Linked DNA regions of Macaca mulatta: region 1 is linked to region 2. Evidence: chromatin contacts called from public Hi-C data. All regions are on one chromosome and are shown on one strand. Each heading gives the region's core, a stretch centred on a gene start, on an enhancer-like site or on the middle of the called end of the contact. The rest is flanking DNA. Distances are from core to core; before and after follow the strand shown. Region 1 holds the start of YPEL2 (yippee like 2). Region 2 holds the start of CLTC (clathrin heavy chain).

What was found. Hi-C and Micro-C count contacts between places; a contact is called where the count stands out from the background.
Region 1: a contact with region 2 is called in a Hi-C map of liver, with 2.2 times the contacts expected there. The contact joins the promoter of YPEL2 here to the promoter of CLTC in region 2. A contact is called at or near these places in 2 of 14 Hi-C or Micro-C datasets (fetal cortical plate and liver).

Annotation. Positions count from the first base shown.
Region 1 is chr16:50,657,376-50,662,590 of T2T-MMU8v2.0, reverse strand. It overlaps YPEL2 (yippee like 2), which reads left to right and starts at 2,608. Exons shown (of 6, transcript XR_013406407.1): 1 at 2,608-2,777.
Region 2 is chr16:50,365,111-50,370,198 of T2T-MMU8v2.0, reverse strand. CLTC (clathrin heavy chain) reads left to right here and starts at 2,341. Exons shown (of 32, transcript XR_013406382.1): 1 at 2,341-2,619.

The DNA.
Region 1 (5,215 bases), core at 1,359-3,858, 290 kb before region 2:
GTTGGTGGCTCCAACCAGGGTGCAGCAGCAGAGGCATATGTGTTCAGAGCAAATACATATTTGTGAAGTGAAACTGACAGGACCTGTTGATGAACTGGGAGGTGGCTGGGTGGTGAGGGGAAGGAAGATGTAATTAATTATTTCAAATTAATAATATGCAGGTTGAGAGGTTGAGTAAGGTGAACACGTAAAAGTGACTCTGTTCACAGCAGCAATAGCACCAATATGGCAATAGTGGGAAGATGGGATTAGTGAGAGGTCGCTGGAAAATATGCCGTGAAGGCTCTGGGAATGAATGAATTTGGCTTCACACAGAGGAGACAGAGGTACTGTTCCATTGACAAAGGCAGACTGATAATCTGTGAAGCCAGGAATCTCTCAAACTTTTAGCAGCAGGAGTTTTTGTTTGTTTGTTTGTTTAAGCCTTGGCTGACTTTGAACAAATTCGTTTATTTCTCTCTCTCTCCATCTCTTTTTTGCTTTCCAGGATAAACATCTGTCTCATTTCACCAACTCTCCATTGGCCTCAGCGTCTCTCCTCTCAGTAGATTTTTCAGATACTATCATCCTAGTCAAGCAGGAAATTCTGTCCATAGTAGGCACTGAGAAAATTTATTGAGGGACAGTTCAAGGGCCCCTCTCCCTCTCTGGGTTCAGAGAAGAGAAGTTGAATCTATTTGTTTCATCTCTCCCTTCTCCTTTCCCAGCTCAAAATGCTTGGCTCTTTTTGACTTGGAGGAGGCACGATCAGGCTTAATACTTTTGTTGTTGTTGGTTGGCTGGCTGGTTCTATTGTCTCCTGGCCCTAAGGTCTAGGGCCTCTTCCAGTCCCCTGCATACACACAGCAGGCCTGAAGGGGTCCTCAGAGCTCCCTCTGAAACCACGGTACCAGGCTAGTCTTTTTTAGCTAACATTATCTTTTATTTAAACAGAAACAGTAGCCACCAGTCTTGTTACATAACGTACCAATATCCTGGGTGTTAAACTAATTCAGCATCTACTGTTAGGAAGTGGTGATGTGGCAACACAAATATTCGCTCGCACAATATTGCGGAAACATAACAAACATGACTTTCTGGTCCTACTTAAAATTTCAGAGCTGGAAGGGACTTGAGATCATCCTATTTCAACCCTCCTTCTTTTAAACTGTGGAAACCTAGGCCTGGAGAGACAAAGAAACATGCTCAAGAAGCAGATCAGGGCGAGACAGCAAGCTCTTGCTAATCTAAAGAATCCATGACATCTTAGATTAAGGATTAAATGCTAAACAGTTCTTGTTTGTGATTCCTTCCCATCTGAAAGCATTCCCCGCCCCCCCCGCCCCCCCCCCACCTTTTAGACTCTCTAGTCAGTTGTGAACCATGACATAGCCTCTGTTTACACTGAAACTGCAAATCTGATGCTGATATGTCAGCACCACAATACTGAGGTATTTGGGGTGTTTTGTTGTTTTCACTAACTTTGGGGACGGGATTCACATGCAATAGACATTAACTGAATACAATTTGGTTGACCAAGCATATTTGAAAGACAGCTGGGTGGAGATGCAGGTGAGCCAGCATTCTGGGTGTACGTGCAAACCAGTGTGTGGAAGGCGGGGAGTCAGCTGCACTTCCTGCAGCACCCCACATCCTGATAGCTGCACAGTAAATCACTAGTTTCCTTGGACGAGGAGTTCCCAGAGGAACTGCGGAACCCCAGTGTCTTGAGTGAAAGGCAGAACCTGCTCTGTTCACCTTGTCCGTGCCTACATTCTTTATCAAACTGACCTGTCTTCCTGCTGGGAAACTGCCCCACTCCACCCACCTGGTGCCTCCCTGGATTCCTGACTGCCATGAGGTTATTTTTTAACCTGCTCTTCCTTGAAAAGCACCACCCCAATGATCCAGAACGTGGACTCCTCCCCTCTGGTCACTCGGACCATCCCACTCTAACCATCGTCATCTGCCTCTAAAAGTCATGGAAAATTAGCAGCAATAGATCGGTCTTCAATTCCTCTAAGCCCCTTTCGTACTTTTAATTCGCCGAAATTACTAGCAGGAAAGAGAGAAGAGGGGAAATGCATGGCTTCTGAGCAGGGCATGGGTGGGCTGGGTGGAACCGGGACTATCGTTTTAAATTCAATTGCCCCGGGTCCTGAGGGCCACTTCTGGTAATTTAAGCTATGGCTTAGGGCGAGGTTTAAAAAGTAAGAAAGGAATGACTATCTTGAGCCTCCAAGGAGAAGCACTGCAAATCCCCCCGCCCCCAAATACAACCCAGGTTCTGGGAATCCCAGCCCTGCCCTGGGGACAAACCCCAAACCCAAATAAACAGCGCCCTCCTAGGCGCTGACAGCCCACCCAGCTTTGTCTCTATGGGTCCCTGCCCCTCCGGCAAGTTGCCCGGACGGGCGGGACCCGGACCAGCCTCACTCTTGTCGCCCAGGCCAAGCCGGGCCGGGCCGAGGGGTGGGGGAGTGGGCGGTCGGGGAAGCGGGGGGCGGAGTTCCGTCCTCTGATGATTGGCTCCGCGCGGATGGGCTGCGGCTGCGCCCGGCCAACCCGCGGCGTGTTGCTATGTGCTGAGTCGAGGGGATAGGCGCGGGGGTGCGTCCGTCACGGGGTAGCCCCCGGCCCGGACCCGGAGGGATGCGGAGTGGCGGCCGCGGCAGTGGCGGAGACTGTGGCTTTAAGAGCGCGCCGGGAGCCCGAGCCCCATCCGGGCCGCGCTTCGCCGCTGCGCACCGCCGCGGAGCCGAGCCCCGCGCTGGCCGGACGGGGCCGCCTGCCGCCGGGTGAGTGCGCCGGAGTGCGGCGCGGGCTGGTCGCGCGTGGGCGTGGGGCGCACTGTCAGCGCGGGCTCTGGGTCCCCGGCCCCGGACCCCGGACTCCCCCGGCCGGGCCTGCGCGGGGTTGGAGGTGCGGCGCTCTCGGTTCCGCGTGGGGTCCCCGTGGGGGCCGCGGGCGCCGGGGGCGGGGAGCCGCAGCCGGGCCACGTGACCGGTTTGTTTACAAACATTGCCGGGCCCGCGGCTGCTCACTGAGAGCCCGGGGCGCGGGACCCCCGGTCGGGGTGGAAGACGCACGGCAGGGGCCGGGCAAGTCTGCGGGGCCAGGTTTGGGGTGGGGGCGCGGAGCTGGGATCGCCGCTTCCTCCTCCGCGTCGTCCCCGCGGGTTCGGACTCCGTGGGGTCCGGGTGGGGCTGGAGACGCCCTCCGTCCACTCGTGACGCCGCGTCTCCTTCGGAGAGTCCTGGGGACACTTGGACACAGGGCACCGCCCTGGGGGCCTCCCACTGTGGGACTGGGCGCCGTCGAAATTTCTCGGAGCGCGTCGTCGGCCCCGGCCCGAACCGAGGTAACCGCAGTCGAGTTCCTGCCTGGCCGCGTCCTGGCGCCTCCCCGGTGTCCTTGCCAAGGGGGTGGGCGCGAAGTCCTGCCCAAAGGAACGCGGGGGCCTCTGCCGCGAGCGCCTCCCCGGAGCTGGCGCTTAGGGGCGGCCCCGACCTTTCGCCACTTCCAGTTTACCGTAGTTGGCCGCCGACCTCCTCTGGTGTCTTTCCCAGAGTGGTGGGCTTTCCTCCGGTCTTGGGGGCGTGCAGGGGTGGGGGACACCTGTTCTTTTGGACTTCTTGTCCAGAAGATTGCTACCTCTGTGCGAGAGTTTAAAAAGCCAGGTGAGCGAGTGTCCCGTTTTCCTCCGCTTAGTGCGGAGCTGCACCCTCTCCCGGCCTCCAGTCCCGCCGCTGTGAATGGCCCCAGGGAACTGCTCCGAAGCTTTCCGGGGGTTTTGCTTTCTGGCTTTTCTGCTGATTTTGCTGTCCTTGCAACTTGGGAGGCTCTTGAGTGAGTCCTTGCCTTTGGTGAATCTGAAGGCTAACGAGGCAGCTGTCTTTTTCTCCCTGCCCTTCCTTCCTTGCTCTTCCTTGTCCCAAAGCATTGGGTAAGAAGGGTAGCGGTCAGCTTTCCTGTGCCTTACGGAGCATTAGAGGTGCAAGAAGTTCGGTAAACCACCTCACTGGCTCTGGGGTGGGACTTGATTTCACATGGTTTTTGCTCCCCCGTGCTCTCCTGGCTCTGGGGGCCACCTGGCCTGTGAGTGACTGAGTCTTGCCTCCGGTGAGGAACATTTTCATTCTTCTAAACTGTGTTTTGAGTGGCTGCAAGTTCTTTTCCCCAGAAACAGGCCCAGCCTGGGGAGAGCTGTGCAGACTTCCCCCTTGGCACCATCCCCTGTCCCCAGCTCCATGATCGGGTCTCAGGCAGGAGTGCAGTGGGAGCCTCATCCCCTTCCTCAGCTGGGCTTTGCCGCGGCAGGTTAACATTCAATGATAGCATTTCTTGGATCTGTCTTGGTATTTCTGTGCTTGAACCAAAATCAAGATGCTTGGAGTTAGGGGTGGAAAATGGAAAATAAACACCATGCACAAGAAAACCGTTTTCCTTCTTCCCTCTAGGAGCGTGGTTTTCAGACTTTGAGTGAGACCTGCAGTGCATACAGGTCTGTAACTGAAATAAGTTTCAGAGAACAATAATTACCCTTTCTACCTGCAGTGTGCTCTGTTTTAAAGTTTTTTTTTTTTTTTTCTACTTCATTAAAAAATAATCAACTGCTGGTTACGACCCATTAATTTGATTTCCTGACCAAGCAGGTCCTGACCCACAGTTTGAGAAGCATCGCTTTAGGGCAGAGGTCCTCAAACTTAAAACGTGTATAAAGATGACCTGGGTCGTGTTTAAAAATACAGTTTGTCAGGCTATTCGGCAGATGTTTATTTTCAGTGGGCCACAGGAATCTGCATTTTTACAAAGGGACCCATGAGATTGTGATGCAGGTGCTTGATAAGAGCCCCTGATCTAGTGGGAACTGGAGGCAGGGAACAGTGAAAGGTATTTACTTGGCTCTGAAGTGCAGTCAGGTATGTGACCCCATACTCTGCAATCCCAAAATCACTCAGCTGCCAATCACACTGGCTTAGGCTTTGAAAAGTCTAAGGACACAGTATTGTTTCTTCTCAACTGCCATGAACCAGTTGGCTTTAAGAGACTGGTATCCCTCGCTCTCCACTCCAGCCTGTTTGAGGGCTGCTGCACAGTGTTGTGTACCAGGAGATGTTTCTAGGTGTGTGGGGGTTGGAGATGTGAGTAGTGCCAATGAGTTGCGTGAGTGTTGCTGTGCTGTTCATAGATTATGTGAATTTTTCATTGTCTTAATGATTTTTAACGGTTTTGC
Region 2 (5,088 bases), core at 1,092-3,591:
ATTAAAAGACTATGTCATACTGTATCATAGAAAAAAACATTCTGGGTAGAATTTGCTTCCTGGTCTATTAGGTTATCTGTTCTCCCCTCTAACTTAAGGTAATGTCTGAAAACAGCACCATTCAGGTATTGCTTAGGTAACTAAACCAGTGAAACCAGTGAAACTGCCTTTATACTGTTACCAAGAACAGCAGACTCCCATTACAAAAAAAAAATCTCTTATTACCCTACTCAAATTATTCATCTTTAAAAAGGCATAGGGTTTTTTTTTCTCTTGAAAATTTTTGGATTAATTTGAAGATCATTTCAAAATGATCCAGGATAACAATCTATTTTCCCTTTTCCTAAATTATTTCTCAAAACAATGTAATTTCTGTGTGTGATGACCTAACAGTCACTAACGACCTCAGTGCACTTTTTGGTTAGATACTCCACACCCAATAGCTAAAATCAACTGCTTTTGGGATTCTAAAGTTACAGGGTCTGTATGAAAATACCAGACACATTAATAAATTAAATTTTGGTGGCCCATTCATGATATGGCTCTTGTATCTCCAGATTCTGAGACTGAAAATGTAACTTGATCAAGCTATTAAATTACTGTAATAAAACAATTACTCCCTTAGAATTTTAATTTAGAATTTGTCTACTTCCAAAAAGGGTTTAAAGCAGTTACTATCAGACTGGCATTTCATTTCAAACGTTGCGGAACACAGAGGATCTTCGTGTATTTAGCTTAACAATACAAAAAGATATTTTGCAACTATAAATATTCACTCTTACAACATGGTGGTAAGACTTTTCTTTGCAGAACAATCTTTGCCCTGTTACCTGCCAGATTCTTCTCTCGTGCTCAGTATGAGACAGTTAAGTAAAAGAGAAAAACACTAAAAGCAACTGATTGGCAAACTTCTCACCCTAACTCAAACTTAGCACACAAAATTACTGTCTACCCAGTAGGGTTTTATGTCCTTTAACTGAAAAGGGCACTAAAAATAATTACTGTGGACTTGAGCTTTTCTCTTTCGGGGGAGGGTGGGGAATCACCTCTCTTACAAAGATAAAAGGCACAGAATTAAAGTCTTTCATCCTTTTTTGTATTGGTGCGATTATGAAATATTATGGCTTATACTTTAGCAAGAAAGTACTGGGAAGGTTATTATTAATCGACAATGAATGCCGTTGATACCTCCATGCTCTTTGAAGACATGATGCTCCGGCTTTGAAGCGCTGCATTTCTACACTGCTAACCTACAGGAACCTATGTTGAGGTGGTCCCACGGAAATGCACGACTAACAGTTCATCTCTTTCCTCCAGGAACCTTCAGGCTTTACCAAGCATCCTTACCCTAATTATCTAAATCTCTGAGACATAAATTATTTGATGTGGCTAAAAATCCTCCTGCTAGAATTTGAGTCCAATCCTTGTACGTTCTGATACTCGAATTCTTTAACGAAACTGATTACTGAGCTAGGCTGACACATGTCCGCCCGCCAAAATGTCCGCAGAAACGTTAAGAGAAGCTGTCATAAGGCCAGCTTGAGACACATCATAAATGGCCTTCGCTGTCCTTTGAGCTAATTATCTAACACCCGAAGAGAGTGCCGGTTCTAGTTAGAATCCGCGCGTCAGGTTCTCCAACCGTCAGAAGGGCGTGTGTGAGGGCAGGGAGGATTTTAAACCCCGTTTCAGGCCCCCTCCCTAGGCTGTAGGAAACCACCCACTCTGAAGCCCGGCGGGGGAGGAGTGCTGCAGCCAGCTGCCGAGGGAGCGCTCTGCGGCGAGGCCGTTTCCCTGAGTCACGGAGAGGGCGGGAGGCTGCCCCCGTCTGCCCCCGCCACGTCCTCCTGTAAGGGGCTCAGTCCAAACAGGCAGGGGTCGCAGGGGAAGGAAGCGGCACCCGTCATGCCTCAAGGTGGCCCAACAGCCACTTCACTCCCAGGAGACGCCGCATTTCCTTAAAACGCGCTCTCCATTCTGGCAGCAATCAGCCGACCCTTCCCCATCAGTATCACGTGCACCTGGAAGTACGTGGGTGGGACCTAAAGCGCCCACGGAAGTGACGTCGGTCGCTCCGAGTCGCATGATGTGGCAAAATGCAAAAAAAAAAAAAAAAAAGTGGGGGTAGAAAAAGAAGATTGGCGAAAGTGATGAGTCTAAAAAAGTAGTCCCTCCGGTTCCTCTGTTGCCCCCCGTGTGGCGTCAGAAGAGAGGCTCCGGGCGCACAGCGCCCGGAATTCCTGCACCCGCCGCACGCACCGCTCCGTGGAGGGGTACATAAGGCGGAGGGGGTGAGGCGACTGGGCGGAGTTCTGTCGCCGGGATCCTTCCGCTGGGCTCAGCCGTTTCCGGAGTCTGCGCTGCGCCCGGTTCCGCCATTGCGGCTCTCCTGGCCCGTGGAGCCTCCGCCCCCGACCCGAGCTCTTTCGTCTGCGTGCCAGTTTCCTGCGTCCCCGGAGAGGATCCTGCTGAGCCCAGCCTCCCCCCTCCCCTTCTCCTCCTCTCCCTCGGAGAGCCCGGGCAGCCACTGCCCCGCAGCCCCAGTGACAGGAGGAGACCATTCCCCCCGACAGCGCCATGGCCCAGATTCTGCCAATTCGTTTTCAGGAGCATCTCCAGGTGCGGCCGGGCCCGGGCTGGTGAGGGCTGTGGAGAAGGTGGTAGGAATAGTGGAAGAAGCTGGAGTCTGGGCCCCGAGCAGGATCGGAGCTGGAGGGGTGGGGGGGTTGTCGGTCTTTGGGGTAGGTGGAGGAGGGGGCACTATCTTAGAAAGCTTAAACTGTTAAATGATGTGGGGCTTGGATGAAAGGACAGGAGTTGGGGTGCAAAGGGCTGCAAAGACCAGGCCTGGATCCAAAGGCCTCTCGATCTTGCTTCCTGGATGGCCAGAACTGCGCGTACAAACTCTCTCCTCCCCATTTTGTTCAGTTCATTCATTTGGGTAGGGGAGTGGGAGGGGGGATTCTCTCTTGTTTCTACCAGAGCAAGGATTCTTATCCCCTGGGCCAGTGCGGGGCTGTCACCTTCCATTGCTCTCCTCTTTCCCTCTTCGTGTCTGCACCCAGGAGTTGTGGGGCGGGTGGGTTGGGGAGGAGCAACCTTTTTTTTTTCCTCCCTCTGCGGCTCTCAACTGAGAAAGGCACCTTCTCCGGTGGTGGGGGTTGGGGGTGGTGGTGAGGCGGTGGCTTGTCTCTTGCCTTCCTTGAGGCAGTAGGGACAGAAGGTCACTGAAAGAACGAAACGAGGGTAGAATGGGAGAACGCATTTCTCAGAACGATGTCAATCTCAGAGTGTGTGGGGTCGAGCTCCCTAAGGAAACTCGCCTCCCCTTCCCACTTTTTTTATTTCTTTGGGGATGTTGTGGCTCTTAACCCCTCTTTGGTTCTAGAAGGTAGGAAAGAGTGATACAGAGGTTATCTTCTAGTCTTCTCGAGTAGTAGCAGGTAGTTTTGAATATCTTCCTCAGGATCGCATGGAATTGAACAGAGCCCTGGGGACAGAGCACAGCTGCTCTGAGACCTGCGGGGCTATTTGGTCTGTAACTGGCTTCCCTTTAGTAAGTTCTAGAGTTCTTTCCCATGGTTCCTTATCCTGGAGGCAACATATTGTTGTCTCATCTGGCAGCATGCCAATCGCTGGCCTAGGCAGGTGACCATTGGAAGGCTTCACTGAATTAAACCTCTTCAGAGCTTTTGATTTTCCTGTGTCACCAATCCTGATTTTTACTGTAGCTGAAACAATTTATTCCTATTAATTTGCTTTCTTCCCAAATATCCCCTTAAAGAAACCTGCCTCAGCTCTATCGTCTGAAGGGCTAATTCCATAATGACAGAGAATGCAGTGGTTTGACATGACACTAATATCAGTGACTTATTAGACACTTTACCATTGAAGACCATTTTTATTTACATTCCCCCATTGGTATAACATACATAAAAGAGTTTTGTTAATAAAAGGTTTTAATATTCAGGCTATAAGTAACATAATTTCATATTTCTTTGCAGGTATTACCATGTTTGCACTAGCAAGGACTTATTTTCCTTTAAGGCTTGAAATGTAAAGAATAATAAATCTTTACCCATAAAATGAGTCAAATAATGCACTTTCTTCAGTCATCTATAATTTTCAAATAACTCATCTGAAGTAATGGAATATACCTTGGCATATCTTGGCATATATATATAAATATATTTATGCCAATAATAAAAACACTTTTACAGAAGGTTAAAAACGTTAAATAACAAAGTGGATTTTTTTTTAATCAATCCAAGTTTAATTGCTTTAGTTATTTTTGTTAAAGTGGGGTGGCAAATGAATGTGGAGAGTTGAGAAAGTGCTGTTCTTAAGTGTGAGGGGAAAACGCGGGCTTGTTTTCATACTAAGCTGCATCTGAAATATCTTTCTGCAGACAAATGTTTATAAACCACACAAAGAATCAAGTACAGCTGCTGTTTATTTTCCATGGCAGATGTATAGCTCACTACTAAATCTTGTGGTGGTTCGAGTAATAGCTTTTCATTTCTTTTAAAGAGGAGACAAGAATTGTTAAATGATGCCAGAGATTGGAACCCAACCTTGTCACTTATTGAAGACAAATTTAATACATGTCTGTTTTGTAACTGGCTCAGTTTCAGCAGATACTTGAATGAAGCCATTTTCTTCTCAAATAATTTGAAGATTTTGAATATAAAGCAGATTTGCAAATTGAAAATTCAGCCCTCTGTGTTTTGGATTGCTATGTCATGCCTAAAGTTAAGCTTGCTTAGCTAATATGACTGTGTGCTCCAGCTGATTAATTGCAGAGCGCAAATAACTACAGCCTCTTCCATGATAATATATCTCCTGACTTCATTATCTCCTACCTTTTGAAAAATTAATAAGGTTTTTGTTTTTTGAAGAGACAGGGTTTTTGCTGGAGGTCAGTGGCACTGTCACAGGTCACTGCAGCCTTGACCTACTGGGCTCAAGCCATCCTCCCACCTCAGCATCCTGAGTAGTTGGGACTACGGCCATGAGCCACCACACCTGGCTAATTTTTGTATTTTTTGTAGAGATGGGGCTTCACTATGTTGCCCAGGCTAGTCTCGA